2 separate regions of the Hermetia illucens genome follow, and region 1 is linked to region 2. The links are chromatin contacts, called in public Hi-C maps. All regions are on one chromosome and are shown on one strand. Each heading gives the region's core, a stretch centred on a gene start, on an enhancer-like site or on the middle of the called end of the contact. The rest is flanking DNA. Distances are from core to core; before and after follow the strand shown. Region 1 holds the start of LOC119657113 (von Willebrand factor A domain-containing protein 8). Region 2 holds the start of LOC119656835 (maestro heat-like repeat-containing protein family member 1).

The links. Hi-C and Micro-C count contacts between places; a contact is called where the count stands out from the background.
Region 1: a Hi-C map of an unstated tissue shows a contact between it and region 2, with 6 times the contacts expected there. The contact joins the promoter of LOC119657113 here to the promoter of LOC119656835 in region 2. A contact is called at or near these places in 2 of 2 Hi-C or Micro-C datasets (an unstated tissue and whole body).

What each region holds. Positions count from the first base shown.
Region 1 is chr5:71,389,880-71,394,466 of iHerIll2.2.curated.20191125, forward strand. It overlaps LOC119657113 (von Willebrand factor A domain-containing protein 8), which reads left to right and starts at 1,349. Exons shown (of 10, transcript XM_038063873.1): 1 at 1,349-1,647; 2 at 1,701-1,960; 3 at 2,222-2,554; 4 at 2,610-2,765; 5 at 2,821-3,148; 6 at 3,217-3,463. The coding sequence starts at 1,467.
Region 2 is chr5:71,206,008-71,210,168 of iHerIll2.2.curated.20191125, forward strand. LOC119656835 (maestro heat-like repeat-containing protein family member 1) reads right to left here and starts at 2,174. Exons shown (of 15, transcript XM_038063485.1): 1 at 1,887-2,174. The coding sequence starts at 1,923. LOC119657163 (protein CWC15 homolog) reads right to left here and starts at 3,704. Exons shown (of 3, transcript XM_038063946.1): 1 at 3,195-3,704; 2 at 2,977-3,139; 3 at 2,375-2,844. The coding sequence starts at 3,325. The coding sequence ends at 2,461.

The DNA.
Region 1 (4,587 bases), core at 99-2,598, 180 kb after region 2:
ACCCGTTATAGTTTGGTATTTATATTTATTTCTCAAGTAAATTGCAGTGGAGGTATCATATGCGCCTAGTTTTTCAAGAATGGCAAACTATTGCGAATCTTTCACATGAATCAATTCTTACTTTTGTGTAAAAGATTTCTGACTCTAGATTTCGCTTTAAATTTATCAACATACTTGGGGGTCTATTCTGGGTCCTTTGCTATTTTTATTTTTTATTAATGACCTTCCTCCCCTCCTTACTTATCCCTGTTTGCTCTATGCAGACGACCTTAAGCTGTTTTCCGCTATATCGTCGCCTATGGACTGTTTCCCTTCAGTCTAACGTGGACACTCTGGTTCGTTGGTGCTCGACTAATGGTTTAGCGCTAAACGTCAGAAAATGTCACTCTATGTGCTACTCCATAAAATCCTCACCCACTTCTTTCTCCTACTCTCTTAACGGAAATTCCTTATCCTGCTTAAATTCCACTCAAGACCTCGGAGTCACTTTCGATAATAAGCTCCGCTTTGACACCCATTGCCTGGATGTCATCAATCGAGCAGCAAAATTGTCAGGTTTTATATTTCGCTCCTCCTCTGATTTTGGCTCCATCCAACCCTCCTTAGCTCCCTTCAATTCCCTCGTGAGGAATACCCTCGAGTATTGCTCCGCGATCTGGTCACCCTCCCGTAACTGTGATTGTCTTGCCCTTGAAAATGTGCAATGTGAATTCACCCGTTCCCTCTTCTTTAAGAAGCTTCACTCGTGTGGATTGTCCCTCCCGCCTCCGCTTTCTGAATCTTCCCTTCCTACAACAGTGTAGATCCTATCTGGATCTATGCACATTTTTTAAACTTTCCTCGGGTCTGATGGACTGCTCCGCCGCTGACGAGATCACCCGCCGTCCTGCGTCTTATAACACACGCAGCGGAGACATTTTCAACGTGCCCTTCGCCCCTCCTCCTGAGGACAATAATTAATCGGAATTTTCTCTGTTTGTTGTCCGTCAATTAAATAAAATAAATAAATAAACATACGTCCATCTCAGCTGATTAATTTATTCGAATATTTATTCAGAGACGGAAGTCAATGTGGTGAGTCGAAATTTGCCAAATCAGTTTCATTGCACATATTTCGGTTTAACTAGGGAATTCCCCAACTTTCCACCATACTAGGATGGAACTTTCCGAGACGTTGAGAAAGATATTACCTGATCAGCCACTTTATTTCCAATTCACCACAGCAGCTGATTCTGACAGCATCAGTTGTTTGTTGTTTCCAATCAGCTGTTCGCGACTTGTGACGTATGTTTGATAAACATTGGCGACTGGCACATGGGATATCAATCGGAATTGCGGTGACGTCAGATACGCGCTCGGCCGAGCGGCTGCGACTAATCAAGTAGAGATTTAGTTCTTGTCGGTGGTGTTTCTATTTGTTGTGTGCCCATGTGTCCACTTAGGAGTTAAGAATTGATTGAGTGAAAATGTGGCTGACGAGAGGTGCAAGTGTCTTCCGTGGTATGCAAGTTACTCATCGCAATTGGATTAAAAGGAAAACAGCATGCAATTATGGAACGACAACGGGCGAAGGCCGTATAACCATTGATGATGTAACGAAAGAGCTCAAGACTCCCAAGAATCCGGAGCTAGTACCGCAGAAATATGGTAGGTTCTGCTGCATTTCGTGAATTTATTTGCAGTAACCTTTGCTCTGTTAGTGAGTGTTGACGAAACGGGCGCCTACGCGCTATCCCAGACGGCTCTACACCACCTTCGATGGATGATGCAGAAGGATAACCTTAAACAAGATATGTTCCTCCTGGGCCAGCCAGGACCCCTTCGGAGAACGCTCGCAATGCAGTACTTGCAATTGACTCAGCGCGAATTGGAGTACATCGCCCTGAGCCGCGACACAACCGAGAGTGACTTGAAGCAGAGGCGCGAGATTAAGGACAAAGCCGCTGTGTACTTTGATCAGGTGAGTGTGGAAGAAGCAGCGCCGTTGTCTGCGGTATTAGATAAGTGAAAAGTTCAAAGTCCACATTGGGCTCTGGTTGATGCGTTTTGTGATATCGAATCGAATATTTTCTGATAATCCGAGTTGTGTTCATCTGGCGCTCTAGGCCAAAGACCGATACGATTTGTTTATGAACATGCATTGTATTTGTGTGCAGAGCATTGTCAATCCATTGAAGTTAAAGTTTTCATTAAGCACCACAATTTACTTCTCAATTTATAGTGTGCGGTGCGGGCAGCTGTGAACGGACGTATTCTGATCTTGGATGGAGTCGAACATGCAGAACGGAACGTCCTTCCAATTTTAAACAATCTTCTCGAGAATCGAGAGATGCACTTGGAAAATGGGAAGTTCCTAATGTCACCCGAGAGATATGACAAATTGTTACAAACATACAGCAAGGAAGAACTGGACAAATGGGGATTGCTTCGAGTATCGGAGGATTTTCGAGTTATCGCCCTGGGGCTGCCCACCCAAAAGTATAAGGGTACTCCTCTGGACCCCCCATTGCGCTCTCGGTTTCAGTCAAGGAATGTCTCACATTATTCTTACAGCGTAAGTGATCCTTATATATACCATGTACGTGCAAGACTTATCAATATTCCAACAGGAGGTGTTTCGAGAATTGCATGATGTGGCGCCGAACTTGGAGGCTAGTGAGTTACAAAAGTTGGTATCGTTTGGTATGGCGGTGTTGGCTTCTGATTCAACATCGAGTTTGCCAGACTTCCCTATTGACAATTTGCGTAGTGTTGCTCAAATGATGGTAAGTCTCTTAGTCTTGCTTTACGACTGTGTGATAACCAGTCCTTTTCCAATAGGATTCGAATCCTGCTATAACCGTACATGAGGCGTTACTTCATCTGTATCCCTTCAAGACACTGCTACCGAGAGAAAGCCAGGACCAAATAACGACTCTATTTGATTCTCTGAAAATACCAATCACGCCTAATAGGCCAATCAAATCAATCGAAGTTACAAAAACCGATTCTGATTTGGTGGACTTTCAAATTGACGGCCACACAATAGCTGTAAACGGCGGCCCGAAAAAAATTCGGAAAACTGAAGGTTTCATTGATATTGACTACCAACGAAGCCTCTTGTCCTCTATGATTCAAATGTACGCCGTGGGAGACATTTGCCTGATAGGTATCGAATTACATCTTTTGTGGAAAATATTGATGGTAATAGCATACTTTTGCTGTCTCGTTTCTTAGGACCCAAAGGCGTGGGCAAGTCCACCCTTTCACTTCAACTGGTGAATTGGCTCGGTCAATCGATTGAGCCCATGGTTTTGTATGAAGATATGACGTCGAGGGATTTGATTCAACAACGGGTTACCACACCTGACGGCGATACAATTTGGAGAGATTCTCCTTTGGTGCGAGCAGCGAAGACTGGTAGCGTGGCTATATTAGATGGTATCGACAGATTACATAAAAGCACGATAACGGTGCTTCAAAGGTATGTAAATTTTGAATTTATTGGGTAGTTAGCGAGATTTTAAGCATTTAGCCCATCGATGACAGACAGTGGTGGGCTATTCTGAAACCAATAAAGTATATGCACTTATAGGTAAGAAAACTGGTCACTGCCCTCTCTCCCGGTGTAAACATACCAATTTTGGAATAGCAAATTTGGAAGAACGACTCGATCAGTCCAACAATCTTAAACTTTGAATGTGCCAATATCGTTCTTTTCTATGAGTAAGCGTGTATCGCGTGATGAGTTTCTCATTTCTTGACAAACCCGTGTTTGTGTGAGTATGGTGGGGAAGAAGCTATAGCTTCGGAGCACTCAGGCCGTGTTGGCCCATTGTACTCGCCACCCCATCTAACGGAATATTCCGGATTCGTTAACGTATCGCAGGATTGCCGTTAGTGGATGTGATGCTACCCGTCGCAACTGGAGCATATCGGCACCAAAGATCTGATGCCTGATGTGTCTATAGGCATTCACATAGGAAATACTCCGTGGATTTCGCTTCCTCATTACAGGAGGGACACGTATCATCTTGAGTAATTCCTATTCTGAACATATGCCCAGCTAGTGACTTCCCACCATCAGTGAAATCCCACTTGTCATTGTGGGAAGCTTGTTCCCAGTTTTTGAAGACAGACTTATCCAATACTCCAATTACTGGTTCCGGTCGCAGGATAGGGGAGATTGACGCCTCTTTTGCTAAAGCATCCGAGATTTCATTTCCCTTTACGCCATAGTTACCAGGTACCCAGAGTAGTTCCACCGTATTGAATCTAGAGATAGAGTACAAACGGTTTCTGCATTCCTGAACGATTTTCGAGGTGGTCAAAGGACTACCCAACGCCCTCAATGCAGCTTGGCTATAACTGCAGATTGCAATGCGCCTGCCCTTCAACCGCTCGTTAATTACCTAGTTTGTCACCCCTAGGATCGCATAAACTTCGGCTTGAAAAACCGTTGAATATTGTCCCAAAGCCCACTTCTCGTTTTTATTCGAGAGGTAGACTCCGGCCCCGAACCGTGTTCGGTTTTTGAGCCATCCACAAACCCGTTATTTGGACGATGTTGCGAATATGTTTGTCAATTATGCTTTAAGAAGTCTTTAT
Region 2 (4,161 bases), core at 924-3,423:
TTTTATGTATTTTTTTTATAAAAACATTTGAGTGTGAATTTGTCCAATTAGTACGTAACACGTAATATACGCATCCATTATGTGAGAATATACACTTTCGAGTGATATTGACATTAAAAATTTGAATTTCCAAAGAAGTGACAACATTGACCTATTATAACTTTGTTAGTAATGGTGTGGTTTCCACCAAACTTGGAAAGACCATTCTCTATATTATAGCCTACATTGCTGCGTGGTGCTAGAATGAACCCAATGGGGGTTTCGCAGCCAATTACTGAAAATTATAGTAATATACTATTGATTAACTTTATTTGAAAGGATATCGGTATGGAAGGTATTTCGGAGCCTAGCCACCTTATAGTGGCATCCTCTTGATTTTTTTTAGATTTTCCTGTTGGGCAGTTTCTGAGAATGGCCCCCTTAAATAAATTATGTCTTTCGACCCCCCAACTTTCTGTTTCTCCAACAAATGTCAAAACTAAAACCAGTTTCGGAAAGTACTAATCGAGACCTTTCATTTGATACTCCACATGACTATATTCGGTGGAAAAAATTACACCCCCCTTTTGCATATATGGGGTCCTCCCCTTAAATTCGACATAACAGGATGTAACTCACTGTATGCGTGAGCGTTCACAGTTTCCACCGAATTTGGTGTCAATCGCTGCTACAGTCTCTCTCAGAAAAAGGCGTGTGATGGACAGACAAGCAGATTTTAATAAGGTCTTGTTTTACACAAAAGCTTAAAGGGACGGCGAAAAAGACGCTGCCTGGAATGGAGAGATAGCGTAGGTAAGGACGCCAGATAGCTTTTAGGGGTATCGAATCGGCGCAAGCAAAACCAGCTGTTTGGAGTTCCTTACCAAGGCAGGCCTAGACCGGATACCGGTTGTTGCGCCGTTGATGATGATGAGCAGCTTCTCTTAGAAAATTTTAGCTCAAAAACTATTTGAGACACAATCTTGAAAATTTTAGGTTAATATTAAAGGTATAAACTATAAAAAAAAATGCAAAAGAAGAAATGGACTTTATGATAATTTCACACTAGTTGTGCTCTTAAGAACTCCGCCTAAATTACCGGCGAAACATTTCTGTGGAAATCGTGTGAAGCATTAAATCCTTTCCATTAACTACATCATGAAATTAATTAATAAGAAACAGTATTGCCCTTAATCATTTCTAATTGTTGATGAACATTGATGGGCAAACTGCTTGCAAAAAGCTAACAACAACAAAAAATCTGATGAATCAAAATATTTCGCAACTACATACGACGACATCGTTCCAAAACCGTCGGAGAATGTTAAAATATTCTCATGGTTCACTCCCGGCGTCGTAATTCGTAATTGAATAAAGGCCGAAAAGTGTATGGGGCAGGACCGGGAAGGGGCTGCATGACAAATTAAGAGCAATTGAGTGGTATGAGCGAATACAATCTGGAATCAAATTGGAAAGTTAGAAAGGGAATTAATGACGCGGAATATCTCTTGTGGGCCCGAAACGTAACCCAAGTCCAGGGGAGGAGAAGGCATTCGTCAACATTGGAAGACTGACTAAAAGTTAAGTGTAATCTCCAGATAAAGATGCCCCGAGAAACTCATAGTACACGTCCACACACTCGTTATCATAAATTCAAATATCTTCTTGGCTGTTTGCAGTTCAGCATAATTTATGGCTGCAGCCCAAGTGAAACATAACACCAGCCTGCCCCGTAAAGAAAAACCAATAATTGACCGCATTTCCCTAGTTTCCTACATATTTGTATGGCGGATGTCTTACTGGTTGGAAAGTCGAACTGTAATTTCATCCATTAGCAGGAATGCAGGGCAGACAGGGATTTCAGGGAAAGCCGAGGGGCGCAGTCCAAAGGAAAACAATACGCCTACCTTCCATTATGGTTTGTTTTTCTCCGCTCGGTTCCATTTTGTCGGTTTTCTGATTCACTGAGCTCTTCGTGTGTACATAGCAGACGACGTAATTCACAGCAGGAGATCCTGATAACTATGCACTCTTGATTAGATTACTTTGATTATATCGAGAAGGCGGCGATTGAAACCGATCGACTCGAAGATAATCCCGTTCACTGCAACAATTCACTCCGTATTACGCGTTGTCACTTGCACTGCTTATGAAAACACAAAGCGATTTGAGTTTAGATTTGCTATTGGAGCCAATCAGCTGTGGCTTGACAACATGTCAAGAACGGTGTACAGTGCCATCTGTTTGTGAGATTTTCGTGACAGTAAGTTAAGACAACTCTCTAAAACAAAATCGGGTTGGCGCGCCAATTCCTAGTAAAGACACTAACTCCGCTGGTAGCTGAAAGAGACTTATCCAAGCCACGAACTACCCTCCAGAAACAAGACAAATCCAATTCAAAGGAATATCAAAACAACTTTATTGAAGACTTATTTTACAGGAAAATATATTCTAATGAAATTTGTTAACATCTAGGCTTGTTTACTTAATGTACTTCTCCATGAATTTCTTGTGAAACTCCGAGCGTAACGAATCATTGATGAAATGTGACTTTTTCTCGGGCTCTGTACGAGCGCAATTCTTGAATACGACATCGTCATCCCAACGTTTTTTTACTTTCAAATCGCCCTTCGAACCGGTGCTATAATTCAGCAAGGGATTTCCGGACAGGATGTTTTCCATTCGGATGCGTTCCTCCTCCTGTTTTCTATCGGCCTCTTTCCTTGCACTTTCTTGAGCACGTTCCTGCTTGATTTTGTTTAATTCGGCGAGGAGAGCTGCGGTGTCATCGTCGTCATCGGAGTCCTCTTCCTCGGATGAATCGTGGGCAATGGGATCATCGGCATCCAAACTGGTAGGAGGCGCCTGCGAAATGAATTTAACTCAATTGAGATACAAGAACACCCTGGCAGCTGTAGTTTTTCAATATTTTCAATTCACTTTTCTGTGCAGTTATCTGATACTCCTCATTTCTGTTTAAATTAAAAAAACAATTACCTGATCTAATTTTGGTCGCTTGTTGCTGCTGCTGTTTGCCTCGATGGCCTTGCGTACAATTGGAGGTAGATTTTTGTTTGGTCGTGATTCGCGTTCACGCTCCTCAAGCTCCTTGCGGAAATCTCTGCTTCGCAGCTCTTCGGAGGTTCCTTGTCCCTGTTCACTGTAAAATAAACTGTTATTATAGCCACCAAATCTATTAATGTCGCTTTGCTTACCGATATTTGAGTTTTGTATGTCCGGGCAAATCCCGACTAGAGTATTGCTTGGAGAGAGCACTCAAATCTTTTTCACCCCGACCACTTCCACCTCGGGCTGGATCAAATGTGGGTCGAGCTGCGGTCGTCATGTTTGTAAAACTACTCTAAATATTGAAATCGTGTGGAAACTACCCCCGTAAACCAGAAATGCGAACAACGTTTGACACTGGCAGAAATTGACAGTGACGTTCGAAGATCTATATTGCCAGATGATGATAAAATACCCTTTAGCGTGAACTCTTCTTCTTTATGTTGAAGAAAACCTAGTTATTACAGACGTTTTTGTTTTGAATAATATTTTCACTGTGTAGAGTGAGCAATGGATTCAAGTTCAGAAATAAAAACTCGCAATTTCACGTAACAGGGGACTTTAGTTCGAGGAAAATAAGAGCGGTTGAATAACAAAAGTTATCAATTATGCTTTATTTTCGTTAAAACCTTTCTACACCACGAAGTCTTTACGTAGGTGCATCCACTCACCCTCTAAACTGAGATTAATTTCAGACCACTTTTAAATGCAACTTTTTATCAATATTCCTCTAAAAGTTGAATCCCAAAAAACTGAGGTAATTAATGTAAAACTGGTTTTGAGATAACACCACTGTTAACGAGTAAAATGGAGCCTGTAATAGTCAACAAAAAAACTACTATTTTTATTCACACGTATGCTATAGAGCCCTTTACTCCCTCTCTCTCTCTCTTACCTGTTTTAGTAGCTATAGTTGTTTCGAGTTTCAAAACATATATAATAAACACTTCTCAGAACAAATATCCGCGCATCAAAGAGTATACAAAGCATCTCGTAAACGATCGCAGAAAATTTAATGGCGGATAGCATCACTCGTTTGAGGAAAATTGTTTCCAGGAATGGCCACTCTATCTTTGACCTTTGTGGAGTTATAATAAAATATAAGTTTTTCGTGAA